Regions from separate parts of the Mus musculus genome. Here region 1 is linked to region 2. Evidence: chromatin contacts called from public HiChIP or PLAC-seq data. All regions are on one chromosome and are shown on one strand. The core of a region is the stretch at or near the end of the contact, and the rest is flanking DNA. Distances in the headings are between cores, read along the strand shown. Region 1 has its middle 8.0 kb from the start of Gm12724. Region 2 has its middle 21 kb from the start of Prkaa2.

Evidence for each region. HiChIP or PLAC-seq counts read pairs in DNA pulled down with a chosen protein or histone mark.
Region 1: a contact with region 2 is called in an H3K27ac HiChIP or PLAC-seq map of T-cell acute lymphoblastic leukemia, with 12 times the contacts expected there. The contact joins two enhancer-like sites. A contact is called at or near these places in 1 of 15 datasets of contacts at CTCF or cohesin (the NIH/3T3 cell line), 57 of 484 Hi-C or Micro-C datasets (the AML12 cell line, the Ba/F3 cell line, the C2C12 cell line and 37 more) and 2 of 115 datasets of contacts at active chromatin or transcription factors (T-cell acute lymphoblastic leukemia and oligodendrocyte precursor cells).

What each region holds. Positions count from the first base shown.
Region 1 is chr4:106,227,280-106,230,932 of GRCm38.p6, forward strand. No RefSeq gene overlaps it. Among named protein-coding and RNA genes, the nearest start is that of Gm12724, 8.0 kb to the right of the region's middle. Within about 2 kb of position 1,437, at least 32 of the 459 cell types and tissues checked have an H3K27ac peak or open chromatin away from gene starts, as enhancers often do. A contact at or near this core is called in T-cell acute lymphoblastic leukemia, where this site is marked.
Region 2 is chr4:105,128,949-105,132,631 of GRCm38.p6, forward strand. No RefSeq gene overlaps it. Among named protein-coding and RNA genes, the nearest start is that of Prkaa2, 21 kb to the left of the region's middle. Within about 2 kb of position 2,348, at least 8 of the 459 cell types and tissues checked have an H3K27ac peak or open chromatin away from gene starts, as enhancers often do. A contact at or near this core is called in T-cell acute lymphoblastic leukemia, where this site is marked.

The DNA.
Region 1 (3,653 bases), core at 187-2,686, 1.1 Mb after region 2:
GCTTAGTGTCACATGTCCATAACTTCAGGAAGCAGATCCCATTTCCGCACACCCGTCAGTCACAGCATTAGCAAGATGACCTGTCCACTTAGGGACCTCCGTACTAAGGCAAAGGTCGCCTGGCCACCATTCACTGGTGAACTTATGCAGGTGGGTTACATGCCTCCTCTGTCTGGGTTTCGTGCTCGTAAGTCATTCTTGCAATATGCCATTCCTGCAAGAAGCCAGGAAAAGCCCTCTGAAGGGTGCTCCTGCTCTCCGAAGCATCGTTAGCATGTACATTCCCTCGTCCAGCAGGGAAGTAATGTGCTACTGGCACTGGCATAATTGAAGACGAAACTACCGGACATGGAGCGGGGCAAACACTACTTCTTAGCCTAGCCAACAGCACCCCCCAGTGCCAAGGAACAGGAAGGGGGCAAAAAGAGTAATAAAGCTACAAGTTTTCACATGTGAAAATTGAAAAACTCAGAAATAACCTTCAGGAAGAACCCCCAACATTTATTATACTTTATACCCAAAGGGATTATGGGTGGCCAACAATCACTATAAACAGTTATCCAAACAGGGCACAAAAATTTATTTCATGAAGATTTAAGCAATCAAAACTATCTAGTTTTAGGAACACATTCATCCTTTCTTGTATCTTTCCCATCAAAAAGGAAAGCACTCCTTTTATGTTATTAGTTACAATAATATGACATCAAGTGTCATACACTATACATAAATTGATGGGATCGAATAGCAGGTTGCTACCATTGTTGCTGTAAAAGAGCTACTGAAAATTAGGAGTTGTTTGTTTGTTTGTTTGTTTGTTTGTTTGTTTGAATTGCTGAACAAAGGCAAGGAGCAGGTGTGTGGTGTGAAGTGACCAGCAGGGTGAAGCTCAGGACCTGGCTTAGAAGATGGGACACGGGGAGACTGAAGCCACAGGGAAGATTACCAAGGAGTTCAGAAGAACCCAGGAAGAGTCATGGGTCTCCGTCTCAGTGTCTCGGGAGGGACACAGGAACCTTGCTCCCTGTCCCTGCTGTTCTTCAACCTTCCACTAAGCTGACCTATCTTCCCAGGGCTTGTGTGTGTGTGTGTGTGTGTGTGTGTGTGTGTGTGTGTGTGTGTGTGTGTGTGTGAGGTGTGTGTCTTAAATTCTCTGCCAGATTTTTAATTAGGGTTATTCTGCAAGGCAATTAATCCTCCTGGTCCCCTCACTATGGAGCGCTAATTCTAAAGCAATTAACCAACCCTTGAAACTGAGAAATAGGACATCTTCCTTTGCCAAAGGCTGTTAGGGAAAGGCTGTCTTCCGGGAGAGGCTAGGCACGGCTTCTGCTGTGCTTGACTAAGTTGCTCTTTGAAACCTCATTTGGTCCTAGGATTTGAAGGCCAAGGGAAGACCATAGGCCATTATCACAGTTTCGCCTATGCCCACAAGAGGGCAGTGGCGTATGCAGTCATAGCCCATGTTCTTCTCTAGACCTCAGCCTCTAGGATCAGACTAAGGGACTCCTGAAAACGATGAGATCCTGGGCAAGACAGTGGAAGAACACACACACACATGCACACACACACATGCATGCACACATGCACGCACGCACGCACCCCACATGTGCATGCACGCTACAGATGCTGCATGGGGGTTTGGAGGTGGCCCAGAAGGCTTCACCCAGTCTTCCCTAGACACACTACAGTCAGTCATACCTGTCACTTCCCCATCTCAGGTTTCCTCTGAAGCTCCTGGCACCAGAAACCTAGGGCCACCCAGACCCAAAGTGTGCAGCTCTGTAGTTGGGGCTCGGGTGTCCATGCTTTTTCAAACTCCTCAGGGTTAAGAGTATGCCTGTCAACACACAGGATGCAAAGTGAGTCTCCTATCCTGTAATAGGCTTCATGACACTGAACAGAGTGGAAGGCAATAAAATATACAATATCGTGAGAAGACCCATGGGAAACAGTATAGAAGTCAAGACCTGGCAAACACATATCCTACTGGAATTAGGTAGTTTAGGGAATGTTTTTAAGCAGATTATAAAAGAATAGTCAGAGCCAGGAGTTATAGTGCATGTATTTAACCCTCAGGAGTCAGAGACAAGATGAACCCAGCATGGTCAACAGAGTGAGCTCCAGGACAGCCAGAGCTGCATAAAGAAACCCTGTCTCTAAAAATAAAATTTTAAAAAGTAAACATTTAAAAAATTAAAATAATAGTGATAATAATTTGGGGGCAGAGAGGGGGGGAGGGAGGGAGAGAGAGAGAGAGAGAGTAGTCAGGATGCAGAAAAGCCACAGGGATCACACCTTCAGAAATAGCCAAACCCCAGAAGAGGAAGTGGTCATAGAAACATAGAGACTGGGAGACTAGGTAGGAAAGGCCATCTGGTAGAAACTGTGACCTCAGTAGATACACCAAAATCTATTCTCTCCAGCCCTCTGAATGCCAGAAGCCAAAAAAAAGAAGCAACCACGGAGTAAATCCCCAGAGACCGCCGTCCTAAGCCACAGAGCAAGATGGCAAAGTACAGAAATTGGATCTAGTTCACCCAATAGCTGTCAAACATTTGGCCATTGGCAGAAGTTGGTCCAATGCTTCTATATGCAGATACTATTGCATATTATATGATTTGAATAAGAATGGCCCCTAAGGCTCATATATGCAAATGCTTGGTCATCAGGGAGTGACACTCCTTGAGAAGGACTAGGAAGAATGTCCTTGTTGGAAGAAGTATGTCACTGGAAGTGTGCTTTGAGATTTCAAAGGCCTAAGCCAAACCCAGTGGCTCTCTCTCTCTTCCTACTGACTGCAGATCTAAATGTAGAACTCTCAGCTACTTCTCCAGCACCATGTCTGCCTGTGTTCCACCATGCTTCCCGACATGATGATAATAGGCTAAATGCTTTCTTTTATAAGACTTGTCATAGTTATGGTATCTCTTCACAACAATAGAACGCTGACCAAAACACATGTTTAAAAATAAAAAAAACTTTACAATAAATAGCTATGAGACTGGACTGGAGAGACAGTTCAGCAGTTAAGAACACGGATTGCTCCTTCAGAGGACCTGGATTCAATTCCCAGCACCCACATGACAGCTCACAACCATCTATAACTCCTGTTCCAAGGGATCTGATGCCCTCTTGTGGCCTTCCACAGCACTGTACACACATGGCACATAGACATGCAAACAAAACACCCATACACACAAAATAATAAAAATTATTCTTTAATGCTTTTAAAACCTATGGGTAGAGGTGATGTCAGCATATAATCCCAACACTTGAAAGACTAAGGCAAAAGGTCATGAGCTTACAGAAAGCCTCTGCGCATAATGAGTTAAGAACAGCCTAAGCTATCTGACTACAGTTTAAGAAATAATTCAGGGTAATATAGTACGTTCTTTGCATGTCCAACACATGGTTGATGCCTACCACTGCAAAATAATTATAGATAAACAAATAATCATCTTTATGCATGAGACGTAGACTTTTTGCTGATTTGGACTTCAAGGGAAACAATATTCAAGTTTCAACTAGAAGGGTAATTTCCAGACAATTTCAATTTCTCGAGTTAGTTTGTTCCAATAGATCAATGAAGAGCTTTTCTTAGAACTGGACAATGGTAAAAAGTTTTCATTAGTTGACAAAAGGATTGGTAAATT
Region 2 (3,683 bases), core at 1,098-3,597:
ACCAGCCTGAGGCTGAATACTGATGCCGGGGAGATATGATTCCCTAAAATATAAACAAAAATATTTTCACAAAGTTTTCTGAATAGAAAAAGAAAAAGATGTTTGGGATACACTGCACTTTTTTTTTTCTTTAATTCCCTGGTCTGTTCCGAGGAGAAAACCCACAGCCTAACTAATGCGACTGATGACCCTGCAGCTGGAGACTCATTGCATTTTGGCTTTATGAAAACTGAAAGTGCAGGTTACTGAAGCAGTTGGTCTGAATTTGTACTTACAGTAAACAGGTAATGAATGGCTTCCTCTACTCTCCCTAGGCACTGAATAGAAGCATTATCGCGACTCCAGCAAATACTGAGTGTCTGAGGCTGAGTGCTGAGGCGGAAAAATGCCTTTTTGAGAGGTCATTTTATCCACCCATGCCTTGGTTCATTCTTCTGCCCTTTCCTTCCTTTATTTATTTATTCAGTTAATGATAAATATTTATTGAGCGCTTCCCGGGGAAGCAGGCCCTGTGCTAAGTTCTGGGAGTGCCGGGTAAATAAATAGACACAGGCGTGGCTCCAAAAGCAAACCTGGGTCCTCCTTAAATCCCACCTCTCTCCTTATTCATGTTTATTTCCAATACAAAGTACAATGGACAGACTCCCACCAACAGGACTTAGCTCATCTTTAGCATCGGAATGATCTAGGGCCAGTGGCTTCGAGACTCAATGTTCACATTTCTCCTCTGTCTTAAGACAATGGAGAGTCTTACACAGATCAGTGTCAAACTTCCTGACACCTTGTTCTCCTCCGGGGCTCACAGCTCACTGTTCTCAGAGCCTAGAGGTATAGAGTGAGCAGGAGACATTTTATGGCATTTTACTTAGTTGAGACTTAAGAGCACAGAGCAGTAGAAAATGTTACCCCTGCCTTCTGGAAAATTCAATTTTGAATGGTGATGGCTATCATTTAACCTCTACCGAGCACCAAAGGCTGTGTAGGCATGAGACCATCCTCCAAACAATCTATGAGGCATTTATCTGTCCTCCTGGCTGCTGAGGAAATGGCTACAAAAGATGGAGTAAGTTTGCCAAAGCCAGAGAAAACAGTAAGCAATAAGGAAGAATTCAAATCCATTGTGTGTGCACGCACGCGCGCGCGCGCGCGCGCACAAGCGTATGTTACCATGTGTGTTAGCATGCATGTGCCGTGCGGGGGTGGGGTGGGGAGTGGGTGTCAGGGATAACTTCGTGCAGTCAGTTTTTTTCTTCCGCCTAGATAACGGGTTCCAAGGATCAAATCCATGGCTTCAGCCTTGTGCAGCAAGTGCCTTACCTGCTAAGTCAGCTCACCTGCCCCGAAGCTTTGATTTTAACCACAGCTACACAGAGAAACCCTGTCTCGGAAAAAAAAAAAAAAGTTTCTCTGCTCTACTCTCCTCTGGTTCCTTTAATGATCTCTGTAGTGCACATGTTTTCTCTCTCTCATTGGTCTTTGCTAGGCTGATGAGCTTCTGGGTGAAGATTCTTTAAGGAAATGCGTTTTCTGTGAGAAACTAGATTCTGTACAAACTGTCATATAAAAAGTCACTAAGCCCGGCGGTGGTGGCCCATGCCTTTAGTCCCAGAACTTGGGAGGCAGAGGCAGGCGGATTTCTGAGTTCGAGGCCAGCCTGGTCTACAGAGTGAGCTCCAGGACAGCCAGGTCTACACAGAGAAACCCTGTCTTGAAGAAAATAAATAAATAAATAAATAAATAGTCACTAGCTGTTCTAAAGTTACTTGAAGACACACTGGAGAAAGGGGACTTTAGAAAGGACTGTGAGGTGCCTGCTCTCCTGTCACGTGACCTGTCACTAAGGATTCCCTAAACCCCATTTCCTGTGTGTGAACAGGGGCTGGGTAGGGGTCAGGTTCCCCTGAAGCCAGTTAGTGGATGCTCAGGGTGAGGGCGCATACTAAAAGATGTAGGAGGAATGGAGAGGGAGGGGCATAGAGCACCCTGAAATACCCAGTCCAGTTCTGCACACCTAACACTCCATCCTGCTCTCCGGAACTAGGTAAAGCAGCCCTTCTTAAAATAAACTATGGGACACAAGATATCAAGACTGGGGAATTTTATGATATGTTTGTTTTTGTTTTTGCTTTTTAAATATAAGTCAGCATTTAGAATCCATAAGATTCCTTTGCCCTGTGCTAACTTCGCATTTGTTCCCTGAACTATATTGCTTTGGGCCTGTAGGCGTATGTGGCAAGAGTACCTTGTTAGCCTGGCTGGGGGCAGATGCCAGTGTCCCATAATCCTCCTCAAGGCGCCATTGCCAGCCTCTCACTAGGCTGTGTAAGGCTTCCTATCACCCTGCACTAGAACAGTGTCCATTCCCTCCCCAGATGCCCTGACAAAGCTCATATAGTTCTGAGTTGTAATCACTCCCCACCTCTGCCTCCCACGGCTTCATTTGTGTCTCAGCCTCTTCTGAACCCCACTAGGTGTTGACACTAAGTCATGTGCAACCAGAAAGCGCAGAGAGTCAACAAATATTTTTTGTTGTTTGTTTGTTTGTTTGTTTGTTTGTTTTGTGAAGCAGGATCCCAGTATATTATTACTCGAGCTGACCTGGAACACGATGCCCAGTTGCTCTATGGCTTAGATTACGGATAAAACCATCACATCTAGCTCGCTTAAGTGAACAGTCCTAACCAGCGATGTGTTCTAATGATTAGAAATGCCGGCTTTGTCTGCAACAATGTGTCACTTTGCAGCGCCTGCCTTTGACTCTCAGTCCATCATCCTTACTGAACCGTCTTGATCCCTTAACTCTTCTTCCCAGGAGTTCCGCTCGTAAGCTGTCAGCTTTAGGCTCTGCTTTCAGGAGATCCAGCCCAAGATACAAGGAAAAGTGAAGAGCCGAAGCCCGTGTCTAGTTAATTCAGTCCTATCTCTTTCAGAGATCAATTCGGATTGACTTACAACAGGATGTTAAGTTCAGAACAACCACACTGCCACCTGGCATCTCTCTGATAGCTCGCTTTCCTCCTCTGAGCTATTGATTTCACAGCTTCTCTTCCCTCAACACTTCCTCTCCCTAATCCCTATCATGTTCAAAGAACAGCCTCTCTTCAAATTTAACTGAGAAAGTAGAAGCCAGAAGGTGGACCTTCCCTCACAATCCTATCTCTAGATCAGCAGATGTGCCTGCACCTGCTGAATGCCGTCCTCCCGTCCTCCCGTTTCATCTGGCAAGTACCCTTGCTTATTTATTTATTTATTTTTTTGTGAGTCACTTTTACTGTTGCCTGCAGTTTCTATAACAGCTAGAAGTTTTTAAAATGCATTGCCAGGCTGGAGAGATCAGCAGTTAAGAGACTTTACTGCTCTTTCAGAGGATCCAAGTTCAGTTCCTAGCACCCAGCATCTTGGGTTTATTACCAACTGTCTGTGATTGCAGCTCCATAGGCCTGTTAGAAGTGATAGCCTTGCCTTGTACTTTCTTCGTGGGGAGACCTGTTCATCTCTGCCTGTTGTACTTATATAGCCTATCACCAGAGGCCTGGCTTATGCACCTCTTAGCTCCATGAACAAACTAAGCCTTAACCAAGGACTGCCCACTGAATGGCCATGAACACATTTAGTACAAAGACCACAGTGTGGACAGGCCTGATGCTGGCTCCTGAAGGGATGGCATGACATACGCTAGGGGT